2 separate regions of the Mus musculus genome follow, and region 2 is linked to region 1. Evidence: chromatin contacts called from public promoter capture Hi-C data. All regions are on one chromosome and are shown on one strand. The core of a region is the stretch at or near the end of the contact, and the rest is flanking DNA. Distances in the headings are between cores, read along the strand shown.

Region 1 (4,262 bases), core at 1,565-4,064:
ACAAAGCCATATAAAAAATTTTTGATAACCACAAAACTGGTCCATATGTTCAAAAATAGATGAGGACCCACACCCCAACAAGTTCCAGACTATGTCCTGTCACCGACATTAAATGTAGAAGAAAATACCAATGTTGTGCCTCCCCAAAGAAACACAACTCCCTAACTGCTGGACACCATCAGCCAAGCCCCACTGAGTGGGTATTTTAAGTATTCTATCAGGAAATCATGGTAAGTACTAGCGGTTCCTCTAGGCCTCTGTAGCAGCCTTAGGTATAAGCAAACTCAGTCCTCTCGATAGTCAAAATAATAATAATAACAACAATAATAATAACAAAACGTTGATGTCATTACAAGGCTACAGATTCTTTGCACTCCTCCGGACAAGTCATTCTAGATTCCCAACGCATTTCCTCCCCCAACTCCCAAAAATGAGCTCTGCAAACAGAGAACCCTCGGGTACCCCCCTTCTCCTCTACCTCCAGAGGCTGCCGCTTTCTCCACCCTCCGGCTCCGAGCGGGCTCCAGAGGTCCCGGGCAATTTCGAGCCCGGGCAGTGCTTGTTTTGCCTGTGCACCGTAGCTCTGTCCAGCTGCTTCCTTTCCCAGTTTGCACGAAATGGAGCGCTATAGGGTACCCGGGGACCCAGGAGGGAGCCGGGGTGGCGATGTCGCCGCGGCCGCCGCCTCTGGTATGTCAGAGGCCGGGATTGTATTTCGAAAGATCCGCCATTTTCACCTCGTCATCACCATCACAGCTCAGCAGCTTCCCCCGACAGCCGAGCCCCAGCCGCCGCCGCCACCGCCGCCAGTCACCTCCCCCTTCCTCCTGCTCCCGCCCCGGCCCGCCCTCCGGAGCAGCGCACACCCACATATCCGGGGAAACCTCCCGTCCGCCCCGCCAACCTTCAAACGCACTCAGGGGGGAGGGAGAGGTTCTAGGGCTCACCGGCGGGTCATGCCAGACCCAACATCCCAATACCAAACACTCGGCACCCGGGAGACCCGCAGGAACGCCACGGGGAATCGTGATACCTGCGGGATTCCAAGGCCTGGATGTTGGTTAGGAAGGCAAGCCGTGTGGAATCTGACACAAGAACAGTAAAACCTCAAACTTTCATTTCCAGAAACACACTTGAGAGAGATGGTAGACCATGTTTCACGTATATTTCAGAGTCACTGGAGAGCTTTAACGTCACTCACCAACGCTGGCATTCTACTCCACTCATAGGACTATGTTGACAGTATGGCTATTTCTATATGCATGCCTGACTTCTCGGACATCCTTAAATTACAGGCGCTGATCATGCAGACATTGGTCTCCTCTCCCCTTCATTTTTAAGAATAAAGTTCTGAACTGTTTTCCTCTCAACTTTGACCATTTTTGCCCATGAACAACATTATGTCAATTTGTCGTTGGTTTAAGATACTCAGGTACTACTAAATTTAAATTACTGATTCAACTCTATTATCATTCATAACCATCAACTTCTAACATATAGAAAATCCAGCTCTTCGCTAGAACCCTTTGCCAACTGACTTTAGGATCTAAGTTTCCAAATTAAAAACCATCTGCTGCTGATAACACTTGTTCAATGCAGAGGGGGGAAAAAAACAGCTTGCTTTAGAACAAGATTCCGGAACAACCTATCCATCTCCCACCCCCTTCCAGTTCCTCTCATGGTGTAGTCTAATAAGCACCCAAGAGGGAATAGAAGTAATTAATCATGTAAGGAATTAAGAACATATAAGCTGCAAGGCTTAATAGGACCAGCATCCTCCAAAAGTTAGCTGTTTGACTTCAGAAAGCCTTACTAATTGCCAGTTCAAAAGCTTTATTCTTTATCATTCAGTCATACTATAAGCTCTTAAAGACCTAACAGAAACCAGCAAGCTGAATCTCAGGGTTGTGGACAAGGCTAATCTACTGTCTTAAGTTTCCCTAAGAATAAGGAAGAAGCAGAAGCCATTTCATTTCCCTACCTTGTTTGAATGACACCTCCATATAAAAGTCAGCAGGCTCAGGCTTAGTCAAGGGCTGTCTCCCACCCACTCCCGGCGCGTTTCTACCGAGAGCCCGCTAGAGGCTGAGCGTGGAAGGGGTTCCCAGTTTCTCCATCTTTCAACTTTATTCCCCACCAACAGCCGGGTCCACCGGCACTCGGATGGTTGTTTACCGTTGCTTGACCAGGCTGAGTCCCAGCCCGCTCCCTTCCCCCGTGCACCGCGGGGACACTATGACATTTGGCTGGTGGGCTTCGCGAGGGAAACGGACACACACCCAGAAGAGTCCATACAAAGGGGCGTAGGAAGAACGCGGCGCCGGGCAGCAGCGAAAGGAGGCGCTGGTACGAAATGACACAGCAGCAAAACAGGTTCCCAGAAGCCCGGGGCCGGCAGCCGCTTCCCGGGCCGCGCCGAGAGCCTGTCAACAGCCGCCCAGCCCTTCCTCCCGAGCGCGGGGCGGGCGGCGCCGGCCCGCCGACTGACAGCCGCGCTCTCCGGCGCCCGCCGCTCGCGCCGCGCCCCGACAACCCTCGGTCCGCCGCGGCCCACCGGCCCACCGCCCGGCTGCCCGGAGCCGCCGCCGCGCTCTCCGCCCGCGCGCCGCTCGCCCCGAGCGCGGGCCCGGCGCCGGTCCCCGCCGCTCAGCCCGGGTCTCCGGAGCTGACACTCACCCGAGCCGGCGGCGCCGCCTCCTTCTCGCGCCGCGCTCCCCGGGCTCCCAGCAGCCGCGGCGGCGGCGCCTCCGAAACACAGACCCGGGTTTGTTCAAAATCACGCCCAGCGCCATTCCACCGCCGCATCCCATAATACGCCGGGCCGCCCCGCCCCGCCCGCGCGCCGCCCCGCCCCCGCCGGCGGCCCGAGCCCCGCCCCTTCCGCGCCCCTGCTCCGCCCCCTGGCAACCCGAGTCGCGTCTTTGCGCAGGGCTGGGGGAGCGCTCTGGGGTTCCACGTGACTGCTCCTGGGGCCTCCGTCAAAGGGAAGGCGGGGAACTCCAAGTGGGTTCGTGCTTCTGGCTTTGTGACTAAACCTCGGTCAGTGCGGTTTCCAGCGCGCCCCCGCTTGGTGATGCGCCTGAGTGAAGAGAGAGTCCGCATCCTTTCTCAAATGTTAATAAATCTGTTGGGGTTTAGACGTGAACGTTGCAAGGGGCTCCTAAAAGCTCCTGAGAGAGCACGCAGAGTTACCTTGAAAGGGAGTTTTTGATAATTTGTCTTGCAACACACCTTATACTGATACATATGGATTCTTTGCATTCAGTCATCTCATTTCCTGGGATATTTATAAATCCAAGAAATAAAAAATATATATTAAATTTTAAAAAGGCCTTACAACGTGAAACTACCTGGGGAACCACACGAAGGAGGCGGGAGATAAGTTAAAGGTATCGCTTTCCAACCAAGTATTCCTGGGGGTACTGTGGGGGCATCACTAGAAGAAAAAAGGCAGAGAGACTGAGGCCCCAAATTTAGATAACCCCCACCTCCACACCTCACCTTGGTAGAAAAATTCTGAGTTCCTTCCACCAAGCTGACACAGTTCTGATACCACTACTACAAAACAGGACCTAAGGAATAAGGGCAACATTTCCGGGTTTACTGTGGATTTTTTACAACGACTAAAATGACTAGTACAATCTTATCAGTGTCAGCAATCTGGTCAAAACAACTCACACCATGACATAGCGTTTAATGTATGTGGAGAATGACAGTTTTACATTAGTGAATATAAGAACTGTGGTATCCAGTGATGCATTATATAACACTCAACAACTGTGCTGAATATTATAATTCTTAGAAGGAACTGGACAGATGTCTCCGTGCTTAGGACCATGGTTAGGACCCGGTACCGTTCCTATAAAGGACCTAAGTTCAGCTCCCAGCACCCACACCAGGTGACTTACAAGGCCTGTAACTCCAGTTTCAGGGAATCCAACATCCTCTTCACGACTCTGAGGGCACAAACAAATACACAGATATGCATGAAAATAAAATCTTAAAAATAAATACAATTCATATAAAATCAAGAATAAAATAAAGCTTTTAGCTGGGCAGGGTGGCCCACCTCCATATTCTAGCTTTTTAAAGGCTGAAGCAAGAAGAAGATTGGGAGTTTGAGCCCAGCACTCAGCCTGCATCTTTCAGTAAGACACATACACACACACACACTGTTTCCTTCTTTTCCTTGAATCAAGATTCCAGGACGACCAGGGCTACACAAAGAAACTTGTCTCAGAAAAAATAATAAAATAAAATAA
Region 2 (4,053 bases), core at 841-3,340, 3.3 Mb after region 1:
GTCGGGTGCTCTTACCCACTGAGCCATCTCTCCAGCCCCCTAGATTTTTTTTTTTTAAGATTTATTTATTTTATATGAGTACGTTGGTGTTGCCTTCAGACACACCAGAAGAGGGCATCAGATCCCATTACGGATGGTTGTGAGCCACCATGTGGTTGCTGGAAATTGAACTCAGGACCTCTGGAAGAGCAGTCAGTGCTCTTAACTCCTGAGCTATCTCTCCAGCCCCCTGAATTTTTATTTACTTATTTGCATGTGTATGGGTGTTCTGTGTCTATGTATATCTATATGCCACATGTGTGCCTGATTCCTGAAAACAGAAGAAGGCTTCTGATCCCTTGGGACTGGAGTTAAAGACAGCTAAGGGAACATGGATGCTACTTAATGTGGAACCTAGAAAGTGACTCTGGGACCTCTGGAAGAGCAGATGAGCCCTCTCTCCAGCCCTCAGGCATGTTTTTGTAGCATCACATATTGTCATTTGGAACCCATTGCTCCTTAAGTCAAGCAGTGAGTCCTTCCCTCTCACCTTGGTCTGACAGTATGGGAAACTGTCTCACCTGTAGCAAGCTTCCCCTATAGCTCTGAAGGTAAAACCTTATCTTTGCAATAAACACTGAAAGTTGTTTTCCTAGAAGAGAGACTTGCCAGATGCCCAAGTCAGAAGCGTGCGAATTGTTATCTCTAGGAGACATGGTCTATGAAAAACCAGCTAGTTTCTGGTTGGTTTCTCTCTCCAGTCACTTCACACTCATCTTCAGGACTGGTGCTGTGCTTGTGAGCTTAGAACAGAACAGTGCTTTCTGTGCACTTCCCGTTTGTCACAAGGAGGAGGAGGGAGGGAGGAGAGACAGAGAGACTGACATAGAGACAGAGGGAAAAACCCCGCATTTCAGAGTCAAAATTCAAAGGACTAGTTAGTTCATCAAGGGCATTCCTAAAGTACACGAGTTCTCCAAACTACTACTGTAGGTGGTGGAGAAAGCAGTGTCTGGCAACTTGTCTCACTTGCCACCACAGCCTTCATTCCTGCGAAGGCGTCAGTCGTTCTCCACCATCAGAGCTAAAGCCAGGGGAGTGAAAGACAAGCTTTGTCTTGTGTTCTTATGTAAGTAGTTCTGACCTCTGAGAGGGACTACCGGAATCTGGAAACTTGCGGTATTTAGAAACTGGGCAATCAGTTACATGAGCAATATAATGTGGTGAGTCCCGGGTCGAACCCGGAGCGCACCAAGAAAGTGTCCTTCCAGCAGCAGGCTGGTCCTCCGGGATGCCCCTGTTAAGTCTTCTCCCTGCCTTTCTGCCCATCGTTGTTTTCAGCCGCTTCCCAGGCAAAGCCTGGTGTCTTTCCTGTGTCTGAGTTGACGCAATTTTCGATTGTGCTTTCGAGCGTTTACGTTGGTTTGCATCATGGTTTTTGTTTGCGGGGGGTGGGGTGGGGTGGGGTGGAGGGGAAGCAATTCTTTTAATTTATTAGGGGACTTCCCTGAATGGCTGTCTTCTGTGTAATCGCATGTTGCCTCGAAGAGGGAAGTCGTATAAACACTTGTTTCTGGGCACTTTCAAAACTGAAAGCAAAGTTGAAGAAGGGTTGCTAGCCGATCCCTGATGTTTCCGATGGCAAGCCCCGCAGCAGCGGCCAGAAGCAGCGAAGGCAGTGATCCGATGCTCCCACTCCCAGCACATCCCCACGGCAGCAGGACCCTGAGGTCCCAGCCCGAGCGCGGGGATCTCTGTAGCGCGCGTTTGAACACAGCCGAATTGGGGGCAGCGGCGGCGGCGGAGGTGCGCGCTGCCCTTAAAAGGAGGCGGGCCGTACCACCGCGGCGCCTGCGGGGGGGTCCCGGCGAGCTCGGGCACCTCGAGGGGAGCCCAGCGCCGCGCACATCGCCCCCGAAGTGCGGGCGAACTGGGAGCCGGGACCCCGCAGCGGGCGGTGCGGACGCACCCCTTGGTCTCTGGTGACCCGACAGTGCCCCGGGGCGGCGGGCATCGCCGCTCCCTGGGCTCCAGGGAGGTGCGGCTCGCCCGGCTGCCCCCGGTGCCCGGATGTCCGTCAGGCTCGGCGCGAGCCGAGGCTCCGGGGGGCGGAGGCGGTGCTGAGGACACAGAGCTGAGGACGCGGCTGCCGAGAGCGCAGAGTCTGCGGGGCAGTATCGCCGACGGCTGCGGCCGACGCTGAGAGCGGCGCGGGCGAGAGAGCCTGCGGGGCGAGCGCGCAGATGGATTTGGGACGCCAGGCAGTGTGAGCCGAGCCATGGCAGCCCATTCCAGGTGAGGCTTGCGCAGGGGGCGTCTGGGACCCGGGAGTGGCCGCGGAGCCCGGGGCAAGGGCGGCGCGGGTGGGAGTGCCGGGGGGGGGGGGCGGGGACCGCAGGAAGCCAGCGGCTGGATCACTGCTATCTCATCCCTGAGTGTCGGGTAGAAAAGTGTGTGAACCGAGTGCAAAGGGACCGCCCGGAAAGTTAAGGTTAAAGATTCCGCTTCTGGCCCGAAGAACTGTTATTTTCGGAAAGTGAAGTTGGTTTCTCTCCTGCCGGAGCCTGGATTTTCACTGAGGTGCCTGTGCACAATCCTCCGGCTCTACTCGTTGCTGGTTTGGCGTCTTCCAAAGAAATTTGGAAGCGCACTTAATGGAAACGAGGATTCTCCCACGAGAGAGTGGTGGAGCCTGGTGAGTAATATAGTTTTTTTTTTTTTTTTTTTTTTTTTTTTTTTTTTTTCCTGCTAGAATGTACGATTCCACATAAAACGGCACAGTCAGAGTGAATCTGCTGAGTAGGCAAAGGCCGGAATGCGCTGGGTTGGTGAAGGGGAGCCTGGCTAATGACCCGCAGTTGCTGTCAGGGGAGTGCCCTGTACTGCAAGGACCGAGTCTTGCCTTCTCCCGGGTTTGAAGGTTTTGAAAGGAGCCTTAAAACTTGGCCGTACACCGGTGCCCAAGATTGAGGCTGTTGGGTGTCATCGCGCTTCGGTCTCTACAGCTGTTGGTTACGGAAAACAGGACCCGTCGAACCTTTTCAAAACTTATGCCAGAAGGCAGTGTGATTGCACAAGTTTACAATTATGGAAATGTTCTTTAGCCTTAATACTTGATTTAGGATAGTGATTTGGTAACATATCTGGACGCTGAGCTGAGGTAATTTTAGTAATTTTAGGTCTAAAGATCATGGAGAACAGTAGATTTGTAAACGTTAGAGACTGAGTAGATAGAACTTGAATTTTTCTAAGAGATAAAACTTCCTAGAAGGAACTTCTCTAAACAGAAAACCTTCTAAGTGTGTCTTACTTTAAAAACAAGTTTAATCCTCTCAACTTGGCTTAGTTGTGTCTTCATCTTATTGAGTGTTGGAAGGAAGGGGTTCCTAACGGGACAGAGGAGTAGGGGAACAGAAGTTGCACCTCAAACTTCTGCTAAATCTTAACTAAAAAGCAACCGTTAGCTTTTAGCACAAACAGAACCTGTAGATTTTCATATTACAGTGACTGCAGATGTCTTCAATCTCTAACGTTTCCCATTTGCTTGAAATTAAGGAACTGTTTGTCGTTCATGGCTAGTAATTAAAATATGTTATAGCTGGATATGGTTGCCCATGCCTTTAATCCCAGCACTTGCCTTTAATCCCAGCACTCAGAAGGCAGAGGCAGGAGGATCTCTGAGTTCTGGGGAAAGCCTTGCTCACCTTTTAATCCCAGCATTCAGAAGGCAGAGGCAGGGCGATCTCTGTGAGTTCTGGGGAAAGCCTGGTCTACAAGGAGAGTTCCAGGACAGCCAGAGCTGTTGTTTGTTACACAGAGAAACAGTCTCAACACCACCAAACCAAACTATTATGTCCTTACCTTGTCAATGGTGTATTTTAGTAGATACTCTTCTAGATCATTTGTTTCCTTTGTATTACATAATTTACTTGTGAAAGTATCCTTATGTATCACGCTGCCTCAGGATCCCTTGGCATACAGCCCGAGATTAAGGTACCTCTTATAAAATAGTTAAAGCTGCCAGAGCATGGGGATTTGAACCTTGGTTCTATTGTTCCAATTCCTTGACTCTTA

The links. Promoter capture Hi-C pulls out the DNA fragments that hold promoters and counts their contacts.
Region 2: a promoter capture Hi-C map of cranial neural crest shows a contact between it and region 1. The contact joins the promoter of Aff1 here to the promoter of Lin54 in region 1.

The regions. Positions count from the first base shown.
Region 1 is chr5:100,497,825-100,502,086 of GRCm38.p6, forward strand. It overlaps Lin54 (lin-54 homolog (C. elegans)), which reads right to left and starts at 2,815. Exons shown (of 13, transcript NM_172714.4): 1 at 2,677-2,815.
Region 2 is chr5:103,752,072-103,756,124 of GRCm38.p6, forward strand. It overlaps Aff1 (AF4/FMR2 family, member 1), which reads left to right and starts at 2,091. Exons shown (of 20, transcript NM_133919.4): 1 at 2,091-2,274. The coding sequence starts at 2,258.